2 separate regions of the Sus scrofa genome follow, and region 1 is linked to region 2. Evidence: chromatin contacts called from public HiChIP or PLAC-seq data. All regions are on one chromosome and are shown on one strand. Each heading gives the region's core, a stretch centred on a gene start, on an enhancer-like site or on the middle of the called end of the contact. The rest is flanking DNA. Distances are from core to core; before and after follow the strand shown. Region 1 has its middle 79 kb from the start of RFX8. Region 2 overlaps MAP4K4 (mitogen-activated protein kinase kinase kinase kinase 4).

Evidence for each region. HiChIP or PLAC-seq counts read pairs in DNA pulled down with a chosen protein or histone mark.
Region 1: a contact with region 2 is called in an H3K27ac HiChIP or PLAC-seq map of alveolar macrophages. The contact joins two enhancer-like sites. A contact is called at or near these places in 2 of 2 datasets of contacts at active chromatin or transcription factors (alveolar macrophages and skeletal muscle).

What each region holds. Positions count from the first base shown.
Region 1 is chr3:52,760,071-52,764,111 of Sscrofa11.1, forward strand. No RefSeq gene overlaps it. Among named protein-coding and RNA genes, the nearest start is that of RFX8, 79 kb to the right of the region's middle. Within about 2 kb of position 1,376, at least 1 of the 83 cell types and tissues checked has an H3K27ac peak or open chromatin away from gene starts, as enhancers often do. A contact at or near this core is called in alveolar macrophages, where this site is marked.
Region 2 is chr3:52,582,732-52,586,673 of Sscrofa11.1, forward strand. The region is part of intron 2 of MAP4K4 (mitogen-activated protein kinase kinase kinase kinase 4); the gene reads right to left. Among named protein-coding and RNA genes, the nearest start is that of MAP4K4, 65 kb to the right of the region's middle. Within about 2 kb of position 1,485, at least 11 of the 83 cell types and tissues checked have an H3K27ac peak or open chromatin away from gene starts, as enhancers often do. A contact at or near this core is called in alveolar macrophages, where this site is marked.

The DNA.
Region 1 (4,041 bases), core at 126-2,625, 180 kb after region 2:
ACATCTCAGGTGTTCAAAAGAAGTCAAGAGTTGGGGAGTTCCTATTGTGGCTCAGTGGTAACGAACTCAACTAGTATCCATAAGGACGTGGGTTCAATCCCTGGCCTTGCTCAGTGGGTTAAGGATCCAGCATTACTGTGGCTGTGGCATAGGTTGCAGACTCAGCTTGGATCTGGCGTTGCTGTGGCTGTGACCTAGGCCGGCAGCTGTAGCTCCCTGACTGGACCCCTGGCCTGGGAACCTCCATATGCCACAGGTGTGGTGTGGCCCTGAAAAAAAAAAAAGAAAGAAAAAGAAGTGAGGATGCCAAGATGATATCAGGGCTGGAGTCTGCAGGTGGGCATGAGTTTCCTGTGGAATCACAGGCAACAAGTCTGGAAGAGCTCAACGGTGAGAGAAGAGAGCGGGCTTCTAGAGGGATGGCCGGGAATCTGCAGGCCCCGTGCCCAGGGAGGTGCTACAGGTCTGGGCAGGATGAAGCAAATGGGCCCTGGCAGTGCAGGGATGTGGAATGACGAAGTTTAAGGGATTTAAGGTATGATCAAGAAAGAGAAAACCTGGAAGTGGATTTGATCCTAGGAGAAAGAGGCTTTACCTTCTGTGGCTTTTATGCCTCTGGCTGGTGTGACAACTTTGGGGAGGTGTCAAGGGGAGCTGAGACCCAAGATGTGGGCTGGTAGAAGCATCTTAGAACAAATGTGTGTATGTATTGGGGGAAGGGGGAGGGTGGACAGGCTGTGGGTTAGTCTCCAGGTGACCTGGGGCAAAGGGCACTGCGTGAGGGGAACAACGGGGTGAGTGAGGAAGGAAGTGGCGACGGGTCTAAAGAGTCAGGCTAGAAAGTCAATTTTTGTTTGTTTGTTTGTTTTGCTTTTTAGGGCCGCACCCACAGCATATGGAGGTTCCCAGGCTAGGGATCCAGTCGGAGCTACTGGCCTACGCCACAGCCACAGCAATGCCAGATCCAAGCCGTGTCTGTGACCTACACCACAGCTCACAGCAACGCTAGATCCTTAACCCACTGAGTGAGGCCAGGGATGGAACCTGTGTCCTCATGGTTCCTAGTCCGATTCATTTCTGCTTCGCCACAAAGGGAACTCCTTAGAAAGCCACTTTTGGCAACTGCATTCTCTAAGACACACAGCAAAGGAGCTCAGTTCCAGGGCAACCTTCCCCTTTTACATTAGCATCTTCTCGAATAACTGCTAAACCCTCTTGGATCTGAGCTGGAACGTCAGGTCATGACCATGTGAATGGTGACAATGAGGGCCAAAGCAAAGCCTACTTTTCAACAGGGTTGCTGAGAGCAAATGGGGACCGTTCCTTCATTCGTTTGCTCATCCAGTCACTTACTTGTCCATTTAGTCATTCGATTACTCCATGAATATTATTACAAGCCAGGTTCCACCAGCTGGGTGGCTTCCTCCACCCTGTGGGTATGGACTGATAGACATGCCATGAACTACAAACTGAGACACACCTTCCTTCCTCTCAGGCTGTCTCCCGGCAGGAAGGAGGAACAGAGTGGGGCAGAGGCAGGCGAGGAGCAGTGAGACACATGGCACCACAGGGTGCCCAGCTCTGGGGTCCCACGGACATCTTCCACTGTATATAATCTGCTGGCTGCTGCCTAGGGCTCCTATCAGCCCCGGTGACCCACTGAGCTTGTCCTCGTCTCTCCGTGAAGCTGGAATAATGTCACCACCACCGCCTCCTGGGAACTTCCAGTGGGCAGAGGCCAGGTCTGGTTGCTGAAATCATTTCCTTCCTCAATTTTTTCTTTCCCTCTTCCTAAGGAAAGCACCATCTTTCTGGTGGGCGGAATCAGGCCGTAGAATAAGAACTGTGGTGAGCTCTGCATGCTAGTTCCCAGTGAAGGTGGTAGAAGGGATTGGGCAGCGGTGAGTAAGGGAAGTAAGGGCCTGGAGGTGGGAAGATACTCCTGAATCAATGGAATGGTCCCGAGTCACTACCCTGAGTCCCTGAAGTCAGAGAACTCTACTGGCTGTGAGAACAGAGATGGCAGTGGGAGACACACTTGATTTTTTTTTTTTAATGATTTTTATTTTTTCCATTATACTTGATTCACAGTGTCCCGTCAATTTCTACTGTACAGCAAAGTGACCCAGTCATATACATATATATACATCTATATATCTATCCATATTCTTTTTCTCACATTATCCTCCATCATGTTCCATCACAAGTGACTAGATATAGTTCCCAGTGCTATACAGCAGGATCTCATTGCTTATCCACTCCAATGCAATAGTTTGCATCTATTAACCCCAGATTCCCAGTCCATCCCACTCCCTCCCCCTCCCTCTTGGCAACCACAAGTCTATTTTCCATATCCATGAGTTTCTTTTCTGTGTAAAGGTTCATTTGTGCCTTATATTAGTTTCCAGATATAAGTGATCTCATATGGTATTTGTCTTTCTCTTTCTCACTTACTTCACTCAGGATGAGTCTCTAGTTCCAACCATGTTGCTGCAAATGGCATTGTTTTGTTCTTTTTTGTGGATGAGTAGCATTCCATTGTGTATATATACCACATCTTCCTAATCCAATCCTCTGTCAGTGGACATTTGGGTTGTTTCCAGGTCTTGGCTATTGTGAATAGTGCTGCAATGAACATACGGGTGCATGTGTCTTCTTCAAGGAAAGTTTTGTCCCGATATATGCCCAAGAGTGGGATTGCTGGGTCATATGATAGTTCTATATTTAGTTTTCTGAGAGACCTCCATACTGTTTTCCATAGTGGTTGTACCAGCTTGCATTCCCACCAACAGTGTTAGGAGGCATACTTGGCTATGAAGACGGAGTTCAGGGCCACAAGCCAAAGAATGCAGGTGCCCTGGATGCTGGGACAGGCCAGGACGCACTCTCCCTGAGACCCTCCAGAAGGGAACAGCCCTGCTGAGAACTGATTAACTCAATGAGACTGGGGCCGGGGGGTGGGGGGTGCTTCTGACATACAGAACTGCAGGAGAACAAGTGTGTGTTGATTTAAGCCACTGAGTTTGTGCTAACTTGTCACAGCAGCAGCAGGAAACCCATATAATGAGTTGTAATACCTCTGAGAGCTGAGAGGCAGGCTGGGCAGCAGAGACCTTAGGGAGCTCCTGGTTCCAACCACCCCTACCCCTCTACCCTGAGAAAACTCCAGTGCAGCCCAGCAGCCCTGAGAGCAGCCAGCTGGGACCCAGGGTGTGGGCTCCAGCCAGTGCTTCCTCTGCAAGCTTTCCCGTCCTCTGGAAGCTGCTGGGGCGGGAGGGCATTTTCGTTTGCTCCTCACCTACTGTGGGACTATTTAAGGCAGGAATCAGCAATCGAATGGCAGTGCCAGCCTTTTCCAAGAGTCCATGATATGGTCACTGAAAAAATGTATCTGTAAATAAAGGATGTTGCAGCCATGACACTGTCACATTTCAGCCGCCTTGACAGTGAGCCCTGAGAGATGGGATGCCAGCCATCCAGTGGGCAATTGCTTTCAGTCACCCCAGACCGTGCACCCTGAGGAGACTCAGAATAGAAAGCACAGGATGCTGACCCCAGAGAGCTTAGGGGCGTACCAGGAGGATGATTTCTCTGAGCCCACACTCATACATCTTCTGGTCCATAGAAAAGCACTAAATTCCTAAACCAGAGATGCTTGGTTGTCTTTAATTAACAGTAACCTTTGGATGTTCCAGCTCCCTGGCCTTTGCTGCCAAAACGCCCATGCATCCTGGCTCCTCTTTTCCCTCTTCAGAGCATCCCTCAGAGCCACCTGAGAGGCTGTGTCCTGGGCTAAAGTCCTCTGCTTTGTCTGCCAAATAAAACATCATGCTCAACTTTTAGGTTGTGCATTTTTTTTTCAGTCAACTGTATCGAGTTGAAACATAGCCCTTTGTAGCTTCTCTGTGGAAGTCACCTCTGTCCATTGCTTCCTATGTCCTAAAAATAAGAGCACATAAGAGTTTTACAAAAACAAAAGGAAGAATAAAGAAAAGAGAGAGAAGAGAGCCCCTGTACAGACTTTCATAAAAATCAAACAAA
Region 2 (3,942 bases), core at 235-2,734:
GCCCACGGTCCTTCCCACGCATCACCAACCCAGCCTGCAATTAGGGTTTTCAAATTGCTCCTTACTGTTTCCCAGTCCTATAAGAAGCTGACTCTAAAATAACACTGCCCTTAAACCTGGAAATATTTACAGTATTGATATCAAGGCAGACTCTATGCAGCTTTGTGCCTCACTACAACTCTAATCTACTTTCTGAACCTGAATCACTTCTGCTGCCATGTCCTCAGCTCTGGCACAGAGGGCATAAGTCTTCATGCATATGTGGGAAGTCTTCTCCAAGGGCAGGGCTTGTTTTCCTTCTGGTTTTCCAAGTCTGTATACAATTACTAATTTGCCTGTGTTGAATATGCATTACCTATTTCATTCATTATTCATAATCCCTCTACATCTCCTTTAAAAAGAGGTGGAAGAGAAAACCCACTTTTAGAAAGTCTCCCTTTGAGGTTCCACTGGACACTATTCCTCACCAAAATGATGCAGCCAGGCCATCAACTCCAGCCCCCTCTTTCTTCCCAGGGATGCAGAGCTCTGCCTGTGGTTCAGCCCAAACCCCCTTCCCTTTCATCAACCCCCCCAAGAAGACAAATGTGTCAAAGGACTTGCTGCCCCAGGGAAGTTTCCCTCTTCAACTTACAGCCACAAGCATCCAAAATTAACCTACAGAACTGAAAAGGAACACTGAATTGAAACTCTTCAGGTCACAAATACACCAAGTCTTGCTTTCCTAAGATAAACCCATAATGTTAAAAATAAAAAAATTCTGATCATCTAAGTCAACTGCTCACTTGGTTACTAAACAGATGTATGACCCTGAAGAGTCCCCTAAATTCTCAGAAGGATGGCCAGCTCACCAGGAAATGTCGATGGCTCTGAGCTACTCCCCAGGTCAGCACTGTGCCTCACGGGGCACCGGTCCACACACCCGAGATGCACCTCGAACCACACAGGTGGGTCTGTGCTCCCATCCTGTAAGGGGACACTAGCCATACACAAGCGAATCTGCTGATGACTGAGAGAAAGAAAGGAAGGAAGGCAAATAGAGAGAGAAGGAAAAAAGTAAGAGGAGAGGGAGGGCAGGGGAGGAGCGGGAGTGCCAGGGTGGGGGCAGTGGCTATGTCACGCCGGGTGGTCAGGGAGGCCTCTCGGGTAACATGCCATTTGGGCAGAAGCGGGGAAGGTGATGGATGGCTTGCCCCGCAGGACCTCAAGAGCCAGCAATAACCCACACACGCCGAGAACCACACAGGCGGGCCACCAGCCCTCCCTCAGCCAGGGTGGCATCCCATGCCAGCCTCTACAGTGGTAACATGCTCTGTCCCCTCCTGTCAACAGCAGACACAGCGCCCCAAGGCCATCCCAGTGCAGCATGTCTCGCCCAGCACTTGGGAGGGCAGAAGCCAATCTGTGGGCAAACCAAGCCATTCCCAGCACTGCCCACTATCTCCTGCAAAGCTCTAGCCTCGGTGACAGGCAGAGGGCAGCAGAGGCAGGACCAGAGGCTCACGCCAAAAGAAGGTTGAAGATTTCTCCACTGACCACCTGACCACACCACTTCTCTTCAGCAAAACTCATCCTGGAGGCTGAGGTCTGAGGCTTCTATTGACAGAGTCTGGCTATGAATTTTCCACCCACGCCCTGAAAGCAATATTTCCTTTCTTTCTCTAAGGATAGTAGTCAGAGGAGAAAAGATGTGTCTGATTGAAAAATAAATCCCTAAAGTTAGGGTGGAGTTGCTGCACATTAGTATCTGCTATGCCCATTACTCAGGCTTACAAAATCCACTTACCAAATAGTAACAAAAGCCGACTAACAGCCATGTTAAAAACAGTCTGAGTGTCCGCTGCACTCTGACCTCTTCAGATTGCCCTGGTATCTTATTAAGGTGATTCTTTTGACGTCTAAGCCGGAAACTGCTCTCTAGATGCTAAGAGCAGGTTCTCCGAGGTAACTCACTGGCTAAAATGGACATCACATTTCCTTTGGTGGGTTTAGGGAGGGTGGGAGGGGGTTGGAGATGGTTGTGTTTTTTTTTTTTTTTTTTAATTGAACATTTCAAAAATCAAGAGCCTGCACATTTCTAAAGCTTCTCTTGAAAATCAGATTTGTTAAAGCTAGGTTAAAACGAAGTGCAGAGCTCAGCGGAGCCAAGGGTGCCCTCCTGGGCCAGTGGGAGGTCCCCAGCCACCCCCAGCCCACTTCTGGGCACTCGTGTGCATGGATTCTGTGTCCTTGAGCAGAGGCGACAGCGGTGCTCCTGCAACCCTGGCTGACAAGCAGTCACTGGGAGAGTTTTGGTGCTGTTGCTGGGTGTTTTTTGTCTGGTTTGTAATTATACATGCCTGGGCCCCACCCAAACCTTCTGGATCAAACCTCTAAGGAGGAGGCCTGGGCACCCGGATCTTGTAATCTCCCCTAAATAACTCGGAATAACTGCGACCAAGGCGCCCTGAGGAAGAAGGTCGCACAGACTCCAGCGTGCACCACCAAAGCCCTTCCTCAACAGAAAATGCAAAGGCCACAGAAGACCACCACCCTGGATCCCATGCTGTAACAGGTCCAGCTTCGTGCTGCAGCTAATAAATGCATGGCTGTTACCTCCTGGGCGTGGGAGACAAACACGTGCGCCCGGTAGCTGGGAGAAGTCCAAAAGAAACACCCCGGAGCAACTGCCCAATCCCCTCTTCAGGGGCCACGGCTAACTTTAGCACTGACATGGTCCTGAAAGAGGAATGAGCCTGGGAGGCAGGTGTGAACCAGGCTGGCCCTGGGCCAGTAGATGGTCTGCTTACCCTCCCCTCTCTGAGCTTCCAAAGTTTCTGTTTCAAGGGGGAAAATGGCCACCCATGGTAACTCCCTAGTGACCAGACTGCGGGTGAGGAGCCGAAAGCGAGACCCCAGCACCTGGCCCAGGGCCAGCACCGCGGGCCCCCAGTAAAGGGTTTTCAACAAATGCTCAGGAGGCCAACAAAGACTTGTGGCCACAGGTGCACATGTGACGGTCCCTCGGTGGCTGCAGACAACCCTTACTGCCACCTCCACAGGGGCTACAGCCTCCCAGGTCCCCAGCAGACCCACCAGGGACAAAGTGTGAGATCCAACCTTTCACAGGAAACACAATCGGGGGGAGCCTAAACAGACCCCAGCTGACTCACTGTGGGGCCTCTGGGTGGGCACTCGGGGCACGTCCTTTCCAGGGCAGGGGGGCAGCCACAGCATGTGGTGGTCCTGAAGGGACAGGCCAGTTCCCCCAGGAACCTCCCCTCACTGCCTGCACCGACGGGGGCCCTGGAAAGCCACTCACATGTGGACAGCTCCAGGGCTAAAACTAAGGGGGAGAGGTGCTGGCAACCCCTGTGTGCAGACAACCTGCAGACTTAGATGAAAACCAGGACACCTCAGCCCATCAGAATGATAAGCACAACTCAAGAGGGACCAAGCAGCGGTGAGAATGGAGGAACACACACAGCATCAGGAACTCTGGGAGAGGCCTGGGTCTGCCTGAGACATCTGTCTGGGGGTAGCCGCATTCCCCACTCTGTGCCTGGCACACCTGCCCCCCACACACCAAAGGAAAAGTCATTTTTATGCTTAAGTCATGTTTTTGAAATAAAATTTAAATCCTAAAGGGAAGCAGGAATGATTCAAACCCAGGACCCCTTTGGGACCTTGGGCCTCTTTCCTGTTTGCCCAGGGGGCCCTTCCCCCACAGGCAAGCAGGCAGCCAGACAGAAGGACACATCCGCTGAGAGGCTGAGGGGTCTGGCTCTTAGCACTGTCTTCCCTCCCTCCCCCTTCCCAGCCCTCACTCTTCCTACCCCGCTCCCAACCCCAGGAGGAAGTGCTGGCAGCACTTACAAAGCACCGCCCTGCCCCACCCCAGGTCCTCCACGTCATGAAAACCCAGGGCAGAAGCTGACTGCTGTCAACCAGATGGGCGCCACA